Linked DNA regions of Mus musculus: all the other regions are linked to region 2. The links are chromatin contacts, called in public Hi-C, promoter capture Hi-C and targeted proximity ligation maps. All regions are on one chromosome and are shown on one strand. The core of a region is the stretch at or near the end of the contact, and the rest is flanking DNA. Distances in the headings are between cores, read along the strand shown. Region 1 holds the start of Efemp2 (epidermal growth factor-containing fibulin-like extracellular matrix protein 2). Region 2 holds the start of Rce1 (Ras converting CAAX endopeptidase 1). Region 3 holds the start of Pacs1 (phosphofurin acidic cluster sorting protein 1). Region 4 holds the start of Kmt5b (lysine methyltransferase 5B). Region 5 holds the start of Tcirg1 (T cell, immune regulator 1, ATPase, H+ transporting, lysosomal V0 protein A3).

The links. Promoter capture Hi-C pulls out the DNA fragments that hold promoters and counts their contacts. Hi-C and Micro-C count contacts between places; a contact is called where the count stands out from the background.
Region 1: a promoter capture Hi-C map of liver shows a contact between it and region 2, with 2.1 times the contacts expected there. A contact is called at or near these places in 1 of 39 promoter capture datasets (liver) and 1 of 130 datasets of targeted methods (pancreatic cancer cells).
Region 3: a targeted proximity ligation map of the SCID.adh cell line shows a contact between it and region 2, with 6 times the contacts expected there. A contact is called at or near these places in 5 of 39 promoter capture datasets (embryonic stem cells, hippocampal neurons, liver and 2 more), 2 of 484 Hi-C or Micro-C datasets (CD4 T cells and embryonic stem cells), 6 of 130 datasets of targeted methods (the SCID.adh cell line, embryonic stem cells, memory CD8 T cells and 1 more) and 1 of 9 other capture datasets (adipose tissue).
Region 4: a contact with region 2 is called in a Hi-C map of regulatory T cells, with 6 times the contacts expected there. A contact is called at or near these places in 3 of 484 Hi-C or Micro-C datasets (CD8 T cells, embryonic stem cells and regulatory T cells) and 1 of 130 datasets of targeted methods (bone marrow-derived macrophages).
Region 5: a targeted proximity ligation map of pancreatic cancer cells shows a contact between it and region 2. A contact is called at or near these places in 1 of 484 Hi-C or Micro-C datasets (CD8 T cells), 1 of 130 datasets of targeted methods (pancreatic cancer cells) and 1 of 9 other capture datasets (liver).

What each region holds. Positions count from the first base shown.
Region 1 is chr19:5,473,273-5,476,047 of GRCm38.p6, forward strand. It overlaps Efemp2 (epidermal growth factor-containing fibulin-like extracellular matrix protein 2), which reads left to right and starts at 1,418. Exons shown (of 11, transcript NM_021474.3): 1 at 1,418-1,502; 2 at 1,789-1,906; 3 at 2,136-2,184. The coding sequence starts at 1,796.
Region 2 is chr19:4,624,266-4,626,965 of GRCm38.p6, forward strand. It overlaps Rce1 (Ras converting CAAX endopeptidase 1), which reads right to left and starts at 1,380. Exons shown (of 8, transcript NM_023131.2): 1 at 1,168-1,380; 2 at 928-1,030; 3 at 748-831; 4 at 420-498. The coding sequence starts at 1,352. It overlaps Gm960 (predicted gene 960), which reads right to left. Exons shown (of 15, transcript NM_001033447.3): 15 at 1,576-1,925. The coding sequence ends at 1,576.
Region 3 is chr19:5,271,626-5,274,374 of GRCm38.p6, forward strand. Pacs1 (phosphofurin acidic cluster sorting protein 1) reads right to left here and starts at 1,494. Exons shown (of 24, transcript NM_153129.3): 1 at 914-1,494. The coding sequence starts at 1,263. Sf3b2 (splicing factor 3b, subunit 2) reads right to left here. Exons shown (of 21, transcript NM_030109.2): 21 at 2,296-2,749.
Region 4 is chr19:3,766,537-3,769,236 of GRCm38.p6, forward strand. It overlaps Kmt5b (lysine methyltransferase 5B), which reads left to right and starts at 1,353. Exons shown (of 11, transcript NM_001379678.1): 1 at 1,353-1,804.
Region 5 is chr19:3,905,798-3,908,533 of GRCm38.p6, forward strand. It overlaps Tcirg1 (T cell, immune regulator 1, ATPase, H+ transporting, lysosomal V0 protein A3), which reads right to left and starts at 1,336. Exons shown (of 20, transcript NM_001136091.2): 1 at 1,222-1,336.

The DNA.
Region 1 (2,775 bases), core at 168-2,667, 850 kb after region 2:
CTACACAGCATGAGGGTCTGGGTTCAGATTTCCAGCCCTAGCATAAAGGCCAGCTATAGTGGTGATGCAGGTTTGTAACCCTTAGAGGGCCAGGGAGGTGAAGACTGGCAGACCACTCTGGCACTCTGGCCACGCAATCTAGCTAAATTAGTAATTTCCAGCGACAAACCCTGTCTTAAAACATAAGGTGAATAGGTACACACGAATATACCACATACATTACCACTCAGACAGTTAAATGAAATGAAGCAGATTTTTTTTTTTAAACGTCAAGGCAGAGCGGAGCATGGTAGTGTACACCTTTCATCCCAGAGCCTAGGAGGCAGAAACAGGCGGATCTTTGTGAGTTCGAGGCCTCATCTACTTAGTGAGTTCCAGAACAGTCAGAGTTACACAATGTGAGACCCTGTCTCAAAATGACAAAACAAAAACAAACAAACAAACAAGATGGAAAGAGGTTGGGTAAGGGAAAGTTAAGGAAGACCTGGTTATTGCCGCTAGCGGTCTGGGCCAGGCACGGGAACCCTGGACACGCAACCCTTTCCCGTCTAGGCCCGCCTTGAGACGTGGGCAACGCGAAGTCCCGCCCATTCACCCCTTCCTGGGCGCTGGAGGCACCCAGACTCCGCCTCCAAGGCATGATCTCCGCTGGGGGCGGAGGCGGAAACTGGGTGGGGGACTTGGATGGGAAGAGGCTCGGGAAAGGGCTGGCACTGGGCCCTAGTGTCCTCCGCGCCCAAGTTCAAGCTTGCCCGCCTTCCCAGGGGCTTCCATTCATTTCGAGCCAAGAATACTGCTGCCCTCTCCCCCATACTACTGTAGTTTTGCGCTGGCACGGCTTGGGGAAGCAGTACCCCAAGTAAAGAGACCACCTGGAGGCCGTGGATGTGGATGCAGAGGGAATTGGACAATTAATTTGGACAATTAATTAAGTTGGACGAGGGTCTGGAAACCTTGGATGAAGTTTTAGGATCATCTAAGTGATGATGGTTTAACACTGGATAAAATTCTGAAAGGAGTAGAATTTGAAGCTCTGAGGATTAAATGCCTAGTAGGTTCTGGGAGGCGCAGAATCGGGTTACACGGAGGTGCGAATGCACAGCATGGGATTCCGGAGGCACAGGTTAGATAGGGTCTAGGTGGGCAGAATAACATTTTGAGTGAAGGCCCGGGGTCCTTAGGTGAGTTTGGGGGCCAAGCATCAAGGTCAGTGGCCTAAGGATCCAAACTTTGGGAAACTCTGGCTGGGCGTCCGCAGGCGACTCCAGGCAGCGCCGCGGGGGACCGGGTGGGGGCCTGTGGCCGGCCGGGGCGGAGAAGCCGGGGGGTCGGGGTCCCTCCCCCTGGCGCGGGCTCAGGAATCCGCCGAAGGGCGGGCGGAGGCGCCGGGGTGGGCCGCGGCCGGCGGGCGGGCGGGGGGCGCTTCCTGGGGCCGCGCGTCCAGTGAGCTGCGCGGTCCGTCCGTCCGTCCGCCCGCCCGCAGGCACTGCTGGAGTCGACGCGTGAGTGGCCTCCAGCGGAGGGAGGGCGCGGGCCGTTTGGCGGCCGAGTCGGTGCTGCGCGGAGCGGGGAGGCCTGCGCTTCACGACTCGCGGGGCGGGGGCGGGGCGGTCCGGGATTGCGGGCCTGGGCCATAGGCCTGCGAAAGGATTCTGTCCCCAGCCCTGGAAGGTTCCAGCCTCAGCACAGTCCTGAGACGAGACAGCTGGGACCCAGGCTCCCCTTCCAGATAGAGGGAATGGGGGGTGCTGTGGCAGAAACCCCTGACTTCTGCCCACCACCTCCCAGCCTCAGGATGCTCCCTTTTGCCTCCTGCCTCCCCGGGTCTTTGCTGCTCTGGGCGTTTCTGCTGTTGCTCTTGGGAGCAGCGTCCCCACAGGATCCCGAGGAGCCGGACAGCTACACGGTGGGGACCGTGGGGTCACCAGCTTGGGATGGGATGGGAAGGACAGTGAGATCAGGATCCTGGGGAGGCTGCTTCTGGGCAAGATTCTCCCCGGCTTGGTTGGTGGAAAGCTGGAGGCCATTGTGTGGAGCTGACCCGAGCATGACTCTGAACTCTGGCCCTGGTCTTGGCCTGGCTAGTTGGTGGAGACAGCCAGGGTGGTCACTGGCCACATCGGGTTCCCTTCCAGGAATGCACAGATGGCTATGAGTGGGATGCAGACAGCCAGCACTGCCGGGGTGAGTCTCTGTCTGGGGTACTAGCCATCTTCAGGAACTGGGAAGGGGGTTGTTGTTTCCCAGGGATACCTTACCTCCCAGAGCTGCTGCAGGAACTTGATGGCCCTTTTCCCTGTCCAGCTTGGTAGCCAGCCATGCTTCCCTTGTGCCACTCAGTTAGGAGCCCTGCCCCTTCAAGAAGCTGGACAAACGGCCTCTATCCTGCAGGAGGGAAGGGAGCACCTGGCTATTGCCCAGAGAGAAGGAAATACGCACACCTTCCCTGGACTGCACTGTACCTGCCTAGCCCAGCTCTTTATCCCAATGCAGCCTGGGAGAGCCGTGCATGCCCCGTGGGTCGGCAGGCCCGCAAAATTTCTCTTGGGCAAAGGTAGAGGCAGGGATTTGAGGAGGCAGGAGAATGGAGATACCAGTGTGAAACAGGGGGCCCCACTCCCAGTCCTGCCAATCCCTGGCAGGGCTTCTGGGTCAGCAGCCTTAGTTTGCCTAGCAGAGAGAAAGTCTTGCTCTGTTGCTCAGCTTAGAGAAGGCCAAGTTGGGCATCTGCCTCCCACTACCTCCAGGGCCAGCCCAGGTGACTGGCTGTGCCCA
Region 2 (2,700 bases), core at 130-2,629:
CTCAGTTTAGGAGATCCTGGGAATCAGAATGGGGAAGGGAACAAGCCTTATCAGACCAAATTACAACGGCTTGAGATGGCTGGCAGCAGGAAGGGAAGGCAGCAGTAGATGAGGGAGTCACAGAAAATTCCAGAGGCACCCAAATTTTACCAAGGCCAATCTTTGGGGAAGCCAAATGATGAGAGAGCAGGGGAAGATGCTGTCTGGCCCATATCAAGTGCTGTTTGTGGTCCAGACAGGCCTCCTTGAGTATCACACTTACAGGGTACTCAGCAATGTAATCCATTTTACTGATGTGGAAACACACGCTGAGAGGTGACATCTCACCTCTTCAGTCCAGATCACACCATCTCACTGACTCCTTTCCCCAGTGTTCTGGACTGCCTGTGCCTACCTTTTCCTCAGTCTTGAAGACTCACCCAGGACAACCTTCAGCCCATCTGTCAGGTCACAAGGGCAATCCATAGAGAGCTGCATCAGTGGACCCAGGAAAAGGATCTGGGGGGGGGGGGCAAACATAAAATGAAAGCCTTTTACCACAATCCAATGACCTTGCCCACACCTATGCCCTTGGTCAGCCTCACCAGACCTCAGGTTTCCTGAGTTCTAGGGTTTCCCAGCCATGTACACCAGAAGCTTAGGGGGCCACATCATAATTCCTGTCTTCCATCTGCCAAAAGCTGTACCCAAGCAGGGCACGTCATTACACTAGTGACAACAGAGTTGGAAAAATAAAGCAGGACTCACCATAGTTAGCAGCAGGGGCAGCAGCGCTGCTGGGAAAATGCCCTCCAGCCTGAAGCCCATCAAGGTAAGCAGTGATGTGCCTGGCTGAGCCACAGGAAAGGGGGCGTTAGTGATGTTCCCTCCCACAAAATTCTAGATTCTTCCCCTAGCTGCCCTGTGCCCCACCCACCTCCTTCGCACCTGGATGCCAGTGAGTTCCCTCCAGAGCAGCACGCAAAGAGGGGACAAGCTGGACACTACCAGGACACTGGTGGAACGCCGCTTGATAACAGCGGGGTGGTCCCTAGGAAAAGGGACAGTAAGTTCCGGGGGGCCTGCAGCAACCACGCCAACGCGGCCCCACCCCCGTCCGGCCCAAGCTCCGCCCGCAGCCCCGCCCCACGAGGGCGCAGATCCCGGCCGCGCGCGCATCCCCCGCACCTGGGCAGCTCGCTCTTCCACACGTAGAGGCTGCCCACGTAGGAGCAGGCGAGGCTGAAGCAGGAGAACACAGACACCCAGCAGCACAGCCCCGAGCCCGGGCCGCTCAGCGCGGCTGACTCGGGCTGCCGCTCTGGCCGCGATACCGACAGTAAACGCAGCCCGTCCCCGCCCAGCGCCGCCATCACGCCCGGACCCGTGGCGCGCGGCAGTGACGCGACGGCGTAGGTGACGTCAGGCGGCGGCGCGAGTTGTCGGGTCCCCCGGGCGCCCCTCCCCTTGCACGATAGTTGATACTTTGTGCTTGGAACGGCTTTATTGAAATACAGAAGTTGTGACACACGTGTCCCGGGCTTCCTTGGCTTGCTGGGCGTCTCAGAGAGAATGCTTAGGACCTGTGTCCCGGATTCAGCCACTCGGACAGATTGGATACCTCCTGTAGCCACAAGTCCTGCGGGAGCAGAGGAGGCGGTGGTGAGGACCCGGCGGTGGTAGCTCAGGCCCGCACCCGCCCTGCTCTCGCTGCGGTACCTCCAGGCCGCCCGCAGGGCTAGCTGCCTCTGCCGCCTGGGCCCTGCCGTGGGCCGCTTGGGTCTGCGATCCTCTAGCAGTGAGGGAGACCTCGGTGAGCTCGCGGTCGCGCGTGGCGGATTTTGGCGGGCTCCGGTCTCTTGCTGAGCCCAGAACTCGCGATTCTTCCCTGCCATGGTTGGGGCTGCCCCTCTTGGGCCTCTTGTTTTCTGCTTGCCCGATGGATTCTAGGAGAGAACAAGCCCATTTCATCTTACTCCCGAAGATTTGTGCCAATGCTACAGAGATTGTTGGGGCAGGGGTATCGTTCTAAATTAACTCTCCCGCTCCACCTTTCCGGATGAAAACATTTCAGTACCTGACCTCCCATGATAGGCGACATCTAACTTTCCGCCCAAACTAGGTGATATGCATTTCAAGTTCCTCTCTGAACCTAAGCTTTGCTTCGGGCAATAAGCAACTCAATCTCTCTCTGGTATTGTTCTAGGCAGTTACTACAGAGGCAGCTTTTTGTTGTTGATGTTCAGACAGACTCTCTTGAAACCCAGGCTAGCCTTAAAGTGATCATCTTGCTTCTAACACCCAAGTGCTGGAATTAGACACTCGTGAACATGCTTTAGCTCAGCGGTTCTCAACCTGCGGGTCGCACATCAGATACTTACACTGTGGTGCATAACAGTGGCAAAATGACAGTTAATTAGTAACACTGAAGATAACTGTATGGTTGGGGATCACCACAGCACGAGGCACTGTATTAAAAGGTGGCAGCGTCAGGAAGGTTGGGAACCACCATCACTAATCCGTAGTAGATCCAGTTTTGGAAGAACAAACACAGAGGAGGATCAAACTCGGTATTGACAAGCAAACCAACTCTGACACTGAGCTACATCCCCAGCCTCGCAGGTGCAGATTTACAGAGTCTTGCCTTGGCTGATTCCTCCTGAGTCAATGAATGCACGTTTCTCTGGAAAGGCTAATGTGCACATACTAAGTACAACGCAC
Region 3 (2,749 bases), core at 244-2,743, 650 kb after region 2:
TCACAGGGTAAGAAAGAACAGAACCTGAGAATCAACTCGGTTTAGAAGCACAAAATGAACACCTCCAGGCATTTCTTTGTGCTTACTGGGCAAAACCAACCCTGCAGGCTGTCTTAGCATAGGGTCAATCCAACACACTGTCCCCAAAGAAGTATATACAACAACTGCTTTGCCATAGAGAAACAAGCATAATTTTTTGATGCAAGTTTTCAGATAGTTCCAATGGACAGAAAAATGGGTTGAATTTAGGAACAAGGCAGTCATTTTACAGAGCTCATAGGAACCTGGAGACTCTGTGACCAGTATCTAGTGGAGGAGGAAATGAAAACTTGCATTTAAGAACACATTCAACTGATGTCCAAACTAAGAGCACAGAGTACCCAGAGAATGTGTGTAGCATGAAGAACATATGAATGTATGTACTGAACCCCCAAGTGTTAACCAGCTTTACCTGCAACAGGTGACAAATGAATTTGGCACATGCTAAGTACGTTGGGAAAGAACTATATCAAAGCCATCTTTACCACATCTGTGTAACATTAACATATGTACAGCCCACGGGCGCCAGTGAGGCAGGAAGAAGAGTGACTTACTGACCGTAAGGAAGGCCAGATTCGGTCAGACCCAGCCAAGGAAGGCCACTGGGCTGGGTCCCCGAGGCCACCATTGCTCCAGGAGGACAGGAGGGTGGTTCGAGCCAAGGCGGAAGGTGGGACTGCTGGAGAGGGCAGGCCCACACAACAGTCTTGGAAGGCCCAGGAGAAGACAGCCCCCACCCCCCAAAGCCAAGATGAGCTAGGAGTGGAGGACGTACCCTCCACTCGCCCCGGAGAGATGGGGAGGCGGGGCCTGTCACAGAGCCAGCCTGGCGGTCCCCTAGGCCAACACCTTTTCCCAGCCGCCCGTTGCTCACCTGGGCACGCAGCTGGATGAGCTCCGGTCCACCTCCCAGGTAGCATACAAATTCATCTGCACTGGGGCGGGGGTGCGGCCTGGTCCTGGACCGCCCGGAGGCGCAGAGCCCGAGGCCACCGCGACGGCCATGGAGGTGGAGGTGGAGGAGGACGAGGAGGAGGCGGCCGCAGCCGAGGTGGACGAGGAGGACGAGGTGGCCTGGGCCAGCTTGGGGGGCGTCGGCTGTTGAGGCTGCGGCGGCTGCTGCTGCGGCTGCTGCTGCGGGGACTGGGCGACCCCAGAGCCCCGCTGACTGCTGCCGCCCCCGGAGCCTCCGGGACCACCGCCCGCCCCTCCGCGTTCCGCCATGGCCTGGCCAGGGGAGGAAGGGGCGCGGGGCTTACGCAGACTGAGGGCACGCGAGCGACTCTCAGGCTTCCCCCCGCGGCGGCAGCGGCTCAGCGCGTCTCCTCAGAACGCCCGGCGGAGCGCGAGCCACCAGCGAATCTGCACGCACGCGCGGGCTTTCGCTGCGCGCGGTCCTCGCGCTCGCCCGCCGCCGCCTGTTGCGGCCCGCGAGGCCCAGACACTGGGTGGGCGTGTCCGAAAGGGGCGGGGAGCCGCGGCCCCACCCAGACCGGCGCCGAGGGGCGGGGCCAGACTCGCGCTCGGCCCCGCGGCCCCCGGGAAGGGGCTACAGCCCGCGCGCTCTCGCGGCGCGGCCCTGGAGTCCCTAGCAGGCCTCGGCGTGCAGGCTCCGCGCCCCTCCTCCCTCCGCCCTCCTCGGGCGGCTGCTACCCCGCCAGCGGAAACCCGGGTTTTCCGGGGCGCGGTCCCGGACCGGAGAAGACTGTACGAGAGCGCGCTCAGCCCCTGGGATCTGCAGTACACGTAGTTCTGGTCACGCGTTGCATGGAAATCGGATAGCCCGCTGTGGCGACCCCTTCTGTGGTTATTTCGCCCACTTCTGCAAAAGAAGCAGTAGGTAGAGATCCAGGGGCCGGCCACCACCTAAGGAGCTTAAGTTCCAGCTTGACTGTGGGCAGGAGCCAGTTGAGCTAAGGTTGTCTAGGTCCAACAGCCTTTCTTGGTACAGCGCCCCCGACACAGCCTTCTTTACAAAAGTCCCAGAGTGCCTCGGTGCTTTCTCAATTTCTAGAATTCTATTTCTCTCAAGGCCTGATCAGCTGCCATCCCCACACACCCCCACCCTACCTAGAGCTCTTGCACTCTCCTACACCCACACCTTCTCCCCAGTACTTGAGCAAATGTTATGGAATCCTGTGCTCCAACCTAGTCTAGTTTTTCAAAAAACTTCTCAGAACTCAGTGACGAAGACAAAACAAGCCCTTCAAACCCACCCACCCACCAACACACACACACACTAGTAAATCCAAGTAGTTAGCCAGTACTCTGGAACAATTGAGATTTTATTTAGAGACAGATGTTCTCCAATAGGTAAGAAATCGGCCTTTCTGCCACAAGGTCAATGAGGAAGGCCTGACCTGGCCTACTTCCCTAGCCTACAGTTACTTCCCAGCCTAGCCACGGTGCTAAGCTGGCTATTTTTATTCCCCACGGACAAAGCAGTAAGGTCAGACCAGACCCAAAGGTACCTTCAGCAGAGCCTTCACACACAGGAGGGGTAGGGATAGTGAACTACCCACAAGTTCAGTTCAGAACTACAGTCCCATAGTCCTATGGGCCATCTGTGATTACAGGCAAGAAGTAGATGCTTTTGCAGAAGCTAAAAGAGAGAGAGGTTCAAGAGCGCCTGTATTCATCCTTCCTTGGGAAACAGCTTTATTTACAAAACAAGTCTAAAATAAGAACAGGAAGTGACGAGCCTAGGGAG
Region 4 (2,700 bases), core at 103-2,602, 860 kb before region 2:
GCCCTGTATCTCCTGTGACTGGTCTCCTATGCCCACTGCCCACTCCCAAGATGGTCTGTAGACTGAGGATACAGGTCACACAGCTGAGGTCAGCACAGGAATTCTGGTTTTGAAGAAATATACCTTCCCAGCTATGTGTCCTTAGCAGGTTTCTGTGCCTCTGTTTCCCATCTATGGAAGGGGATAACAAGCGTCGTCAAGTACTCAAGATCAAAGAGGCAAGGGCAATGGGAGCTAAGTTGGTATTTGCTTGACTCTGCTGAGCCATCCTCTAGAAAATGCCTACTATGCTAAGGTATGTGAGTGTTCAGTGTGGTAGTGGTGTTTGCAGGGAACCGAGGCAGGCTGGGGCCCTCCTGCAATGGCCTCAGCTGTTCTCCCTGTCTCATGTGTCGCTGGAGTTGCATTCTTTCTTTCCATTGCCTGGACATTTTCGTACCTTTCCATAACACCCTCCACCTCACTCAGGTGTTTGCTTCAATACGTGACAACCTCAAACACCTCCTTCAGGTCCCAACCACCTGCTTCACTTTAAAGCCTGCGTTTTTCATAGAATAGTGTATAAGAGGCTCTGGCTCCAGCCCTGAGTAGTTGAAAAGTCACCCAACTAGTCCATGCCTCAATTTCCCTGTGTGTAAACTGGAACCCACAATACTCTCGACCTCTGGGGATTACCCTGAGGGACAAATAAAGGGACACACCAGATCGTTGGGAACGACGTCTGGTTAGGGACAAGGATGTGACCCTCGTTATTGTTGTGAGGCACCCCTTATCCAACTGCAAGATCCAAGGGGTGGGGCTTCACCATACCCCAGGCGTGGGTGCAAGCCACTCCGGATCTTCCGCCCCAAGCTCCCGGAGGACCAAACCGCCTTTCTTGCGCCGGTTGAGCCCGAAGAGGGCGAGGAGTGGCTGCGTCGTGGAAAGGTTGTCACTCAGTAGGTGCTCAAGGAGCGGCCGGTGTCAGCACGGGGGACCCAAAGCACGCTCCCTCCCCGCCTCCCGCGTGGTACCGTTCAGGTGGCCCACATGGTCTTGAAGGGTGTTTCTGCTTCCAACGACACCCATCCCCACAACAAAGAAACTCGCCATTCCCGGCCGCCTCCCCTCAGTGCACCCCGGAGGCACAGCGGGCCCGGAGCGCCGTGCGCCTCGCAGTTGCCCCCTGAAATCGCAGCTCGGGAGCTGTCCCTGGTAGGTGCAGGTGCGCACGAGACGGGGGCGGGGGCCAACCCCGCGGGGCAGCAAGCGGCCGGGGTACTAGGTGGCGCCCACCGGGCGCGCGGCGACGCCGCCTCCACCGAGATTTAAAGGGCAGCCGGGCGGAGGGATCTTCGAACGACTCTCGCTGCGATCCCTCCGCCTCGAGGCTCAGCGACGGCAACGACGTGGTTTCTTTGGTGGTGGTGGTGGGGGGGATTTACTCTTGTGCCTCCGCTGTCGGGTGCCGCGGCAGGGAACTTCATTCTCTCTGGTGTCTCTCAGCCTCTTCCCGCAGAATTCCGTCGAAGCCATCGCGGCCACTAGCGCGGAGCAAAGGTGCGCGCACGCTCGGTGTCGGCGTGGTGTCCCTCCGCCGTCAGTCGTGGACTCCTTTTCGTGTCCTTCCACCGAGCCCGGGCGGTGTCCGGGTGGCTCACCGGGGGCGGCGACGCGTCTGCGGCGCGGCAGCGAGGCTCGGGGGCTATGAGGTGAGGACGCCCGGGGACCGGAGGCGGCACCCGGCGCTGCGCGAGAACGCAGGACGCGAAGCCCCGAAGTCGGCGGATGCCTCTCAGATCCCGCGACTGCGCGCGAGGTGGAGGTGAGGCCCGAGGACTGTGAGGCGGGGGTGGCCCGGCGCTGCGAGCCAGGGCTCGGGGACAGGGGCTTGGCGCGGGCCGCGGTGGTGGCCGTGGCGGCAGGGTTGGGGGGGCCCCTCGGCGGACGCGGACTCCTTTATTTCCCCCCCCCTTCCGTCAGCGGAGGCAGCGGGCGGTGCTACGTCCGTGCCGCCATATTGGATTTTACTCTCCAATTTTTTTTTCTGAGGAAATATTTTTTGGTGATTAATTTTTCTGGAGGGACCAAAAAGTGTAGCCGGGCGCTTCGGGAGCTCGGTGGCGGAGCTCTTGGACGGGCCCGGTGCTGGAAGACCGGCAGTGCTGGCGGTGAGCCGCGGAGGACGTACGTGCGTGCGTGCGTGCGTGCAGGAACCGGGCCGCGGGGCGGGGCTGCGGGGCCGGGGCGGCCGGGCGAGCGAGCACGGCCTGCAGTGTTGGCGGCGGCCGGAAGGGAGCGGTAGCGGTCGGCGAGGGCCGGGTCGCGGCCGCACGAGGGGAGCTGCTCGGCCGCTCGGGATTGGGGGACTGTGTTTTTCCTCTTCTCCAATGGGCGGCCGGCAAGCGTCTCGCCCAATCTGCTCGCGCCGGCTCGCCGAACTTTCGGTTGTTTTTGTTTTGGCCCGAGCCTCGTTTCCTGTTGCTCCAGGCTCAGACTGTCGCGCGCGGGGGTGGGGTGGGGGTGGGGGGCAGTCGCTCGGGCCCCACGCAGTGGCACTGGCGTCACTCGATCTGTCATCCGCTCGTTCAGCCAGAGTGCAAGAAGGAGAGGAGGAGACGTGAAGTTCATCTTGAACTTTCTGATGGCGCTCACTCTGAGACAGTCCTCTCAGAGGAGCAGACAAGATGGATTGCCTGACTTGATTTGTTTGTTTGTTTT
Region 5 (2,736 bases), core at 86-2,585, 720 kb before region 2:
AGGAAAGAATTCAGATGGTAGTCAAGGGCTTCAGAAGAGCCAGGCCCTGCACAGGCAGGGGTGAGCAGGGAGGGCTGGGTGCACAGAGCCAGGGACTAAGTCTCTAGGGTCCTCCCCAAATTGTAAGCAGCTATGTGACACTGGGTAAGTCACTTGCCCTCTCTGGGCCTGTTTCCTCTTTGATTGAATTGGCCACCCCTGGCAGGAAAGATGTGAGTGAGGAGATAAACGAAAAATCAGACTCCCCACATCTTACTTCTTTCTATAAACACCCCTTCCCCCCAATTCCTAGTGGACAACCCAGCCTTACGATTTTTTTGTTTGTCCGTTTTTCAAGAAAGGATTTCTCTGTGTAGCCTTGACTGTCCTGGAACTGGCTCTGGGGATCAGACTGGCCTTGAACTCAGAGATCAGCCCACCTCTGCCTCCTGAGTGCTGGGATTAAAGGCTTGTGCTACCACCACTCCTCCTATCCTGGCCTTAATTTATAAATGGGCCAACCCAGGTGGAGTAAGGTGAAGTCTAAGGTCACATGGCCAACTAGAACCACACCACAGAGGGGTCTGTCCCAGACAGAGGGACGCTGCTCTGACTTGGCACATCCTGCCTAGTCCCAGCGCCATAACCACCAGCACTCGGGTGCTCCAGCCAAGGGATGCTAGACATGTACATGCAAGACAAACGGAAGTTCCCCCATGCTCCCTGCAGACAGTCCACATTACATACCTTGATTTTGTTACTAGGTCCTGTCCTGTAATCTGCGAGCTAGACCCACACACACCACTCGCGATCTGGCCTTCCCCTGAGGCCCCGGTGTTCTGCCTTACTCCTGCACCCCCTTTCCTAGTCTTCCTTCAACCCCTGCCTTTTCTCCCAGACCCTGCTCTTCGGAGGATGAGGAGAGGGGCTGGAGTCTGCCTTGAGCCCGGCCACTTCCTAGTAGGATGGCTTCCGTTTCCTCATCTGTAGAATGGGTCCCTCGTTCAGAGCCAGACGCAGCAGGGGCCTCCATGAGCTCAGGCTCTGAAGTTTCCCGGAGCTAGCAACCTATCCTCTGCTTCTCCTTGCGGCCTGCCTGCATCCCAGACTGCCTGACACGGTCGCGTGGCCTCTGAGTTGCCTCCACCCGGAGTCGGGCAGGGCGCCTGGACCCTTGTCCAGGCGGAGGAAGAAGCAGTTGGTAGGCAGGGCTGGGGTTCCTCAGTTTAGCAGGACACTCACCCAGGTGGACTCTTCGCTCAACTTCGGCTTAGGATCTGAGCCCGCCCTCCGGCCAGTGCAGCTCACTCCAGCTTCGAAATACCGGAGTGGGTGTGGCCTGTGACGGCCTGCCCACTGCCCGCCCTGTCCCGCCCCCCACTGAGTTCGGGCGCGGGGTGGGGGTGGGGGTGAGGGCGGTGTCTGGACGCCCCGGAATCGTTTAATCCCGGGAATCGGGAGATAACCGACAAAAAAATCCCGATAATCGGGAGATGACAGGTAGGACCTTAAGGATAGGCCACCTTCACCTTCCTAGTACGTACAATCTGCTTCAAGCTACTTCGCTATTGTGCAAGATCGGCTGCTACCCAACCTCACCCAGCTCAGACTATGCTGGGTAAGGGTGGGCCCACGCTATGGGCCCCTCTCCACTGGCAGCAGGGTGTTGGTTGGGCCAGTCTCTGCGGAGGAACTTGACCCAGGAGCCTGGAGACTCCAGAAGTGCCTCAACCTCCTTCCTAGCCCTTGAGGTATGGAAACTGGGATTCAGGACCATTCAGCTGCCTGTACTTTGGACAGGCTGGACTGTACCCAATGGGGACCAGAGGGACAAGGGGCCCCTCAGCTGTGCTGACCCTTGAGCCCCATTCAATAAACAAGGGCTCTAATGTGTGGGGGGAGTATAGAATGGAAGCCTAAGGCAACCTGAAAACTGAGTCGAAGTGGGTAGGTATCCCCAGAAAACAGGTATGACATGGGTCTGAGGTGACTTGGTGAGGACCCTCACACAAGTGTACCAGGGGGCACAAGCCAGTGCTCTTCACTGTGGGGGAACAGACAACAGACGGGCCATAAAGCTGTAGTTGTGAATACAGTAGAAGTGTACATAAGAATAGGAGAACCAAGCTAGCAGCAGTCCCGTCCCCCCCCCCACACACACAATGTGTGTGTGCCCACACAGGGTCGGGGTAGAGGTGAGGGCGGTGTCTGAAACGGTAACAAGTATAACACCCACACTTGGGAGGAGTCAGAGAACTTAGTGGGCAAAGGGGATGTAGTAGCCAGAGGCAAGGCCAGCTCAGAGGCAGCAGGACCTATGTCATTCCCTTGTGACTGTCACCCCCTAGCAAGCTTCCTGTTCCCCAAAGGACACCCTGACCTTAGGGATGTTGGGTGCAAGTGTGCGGCTACACTCCCCGTGCAGGCACCCATGGAGGCCTGAGGTGAGCAGCAGGAATTTTCCTCAGTTGGCCACCTGTTGCACTCAGTTTTTGAGCCAGTCTCTCTCACTGAACCTGAAACTTGCCATTTTGATTAAGTTTGGCTAGCCAGGGACTCTGGGATCCACTTGACTCCATCCTCCAGCAGAGGGTCACAGACATGTGGCCACACTAAGCTTTTCTGTGCAATCTCAGGATAAGAATAACTCATTTACTCAGCCTCCTTCCTACTCAGCCTCCTCCTGAGGCTCTTGATGGACTCAAGCAGAGCCTGGAAAGGATCCAAGTCCAAACTGTAGCGATGGACAGCCAAGAA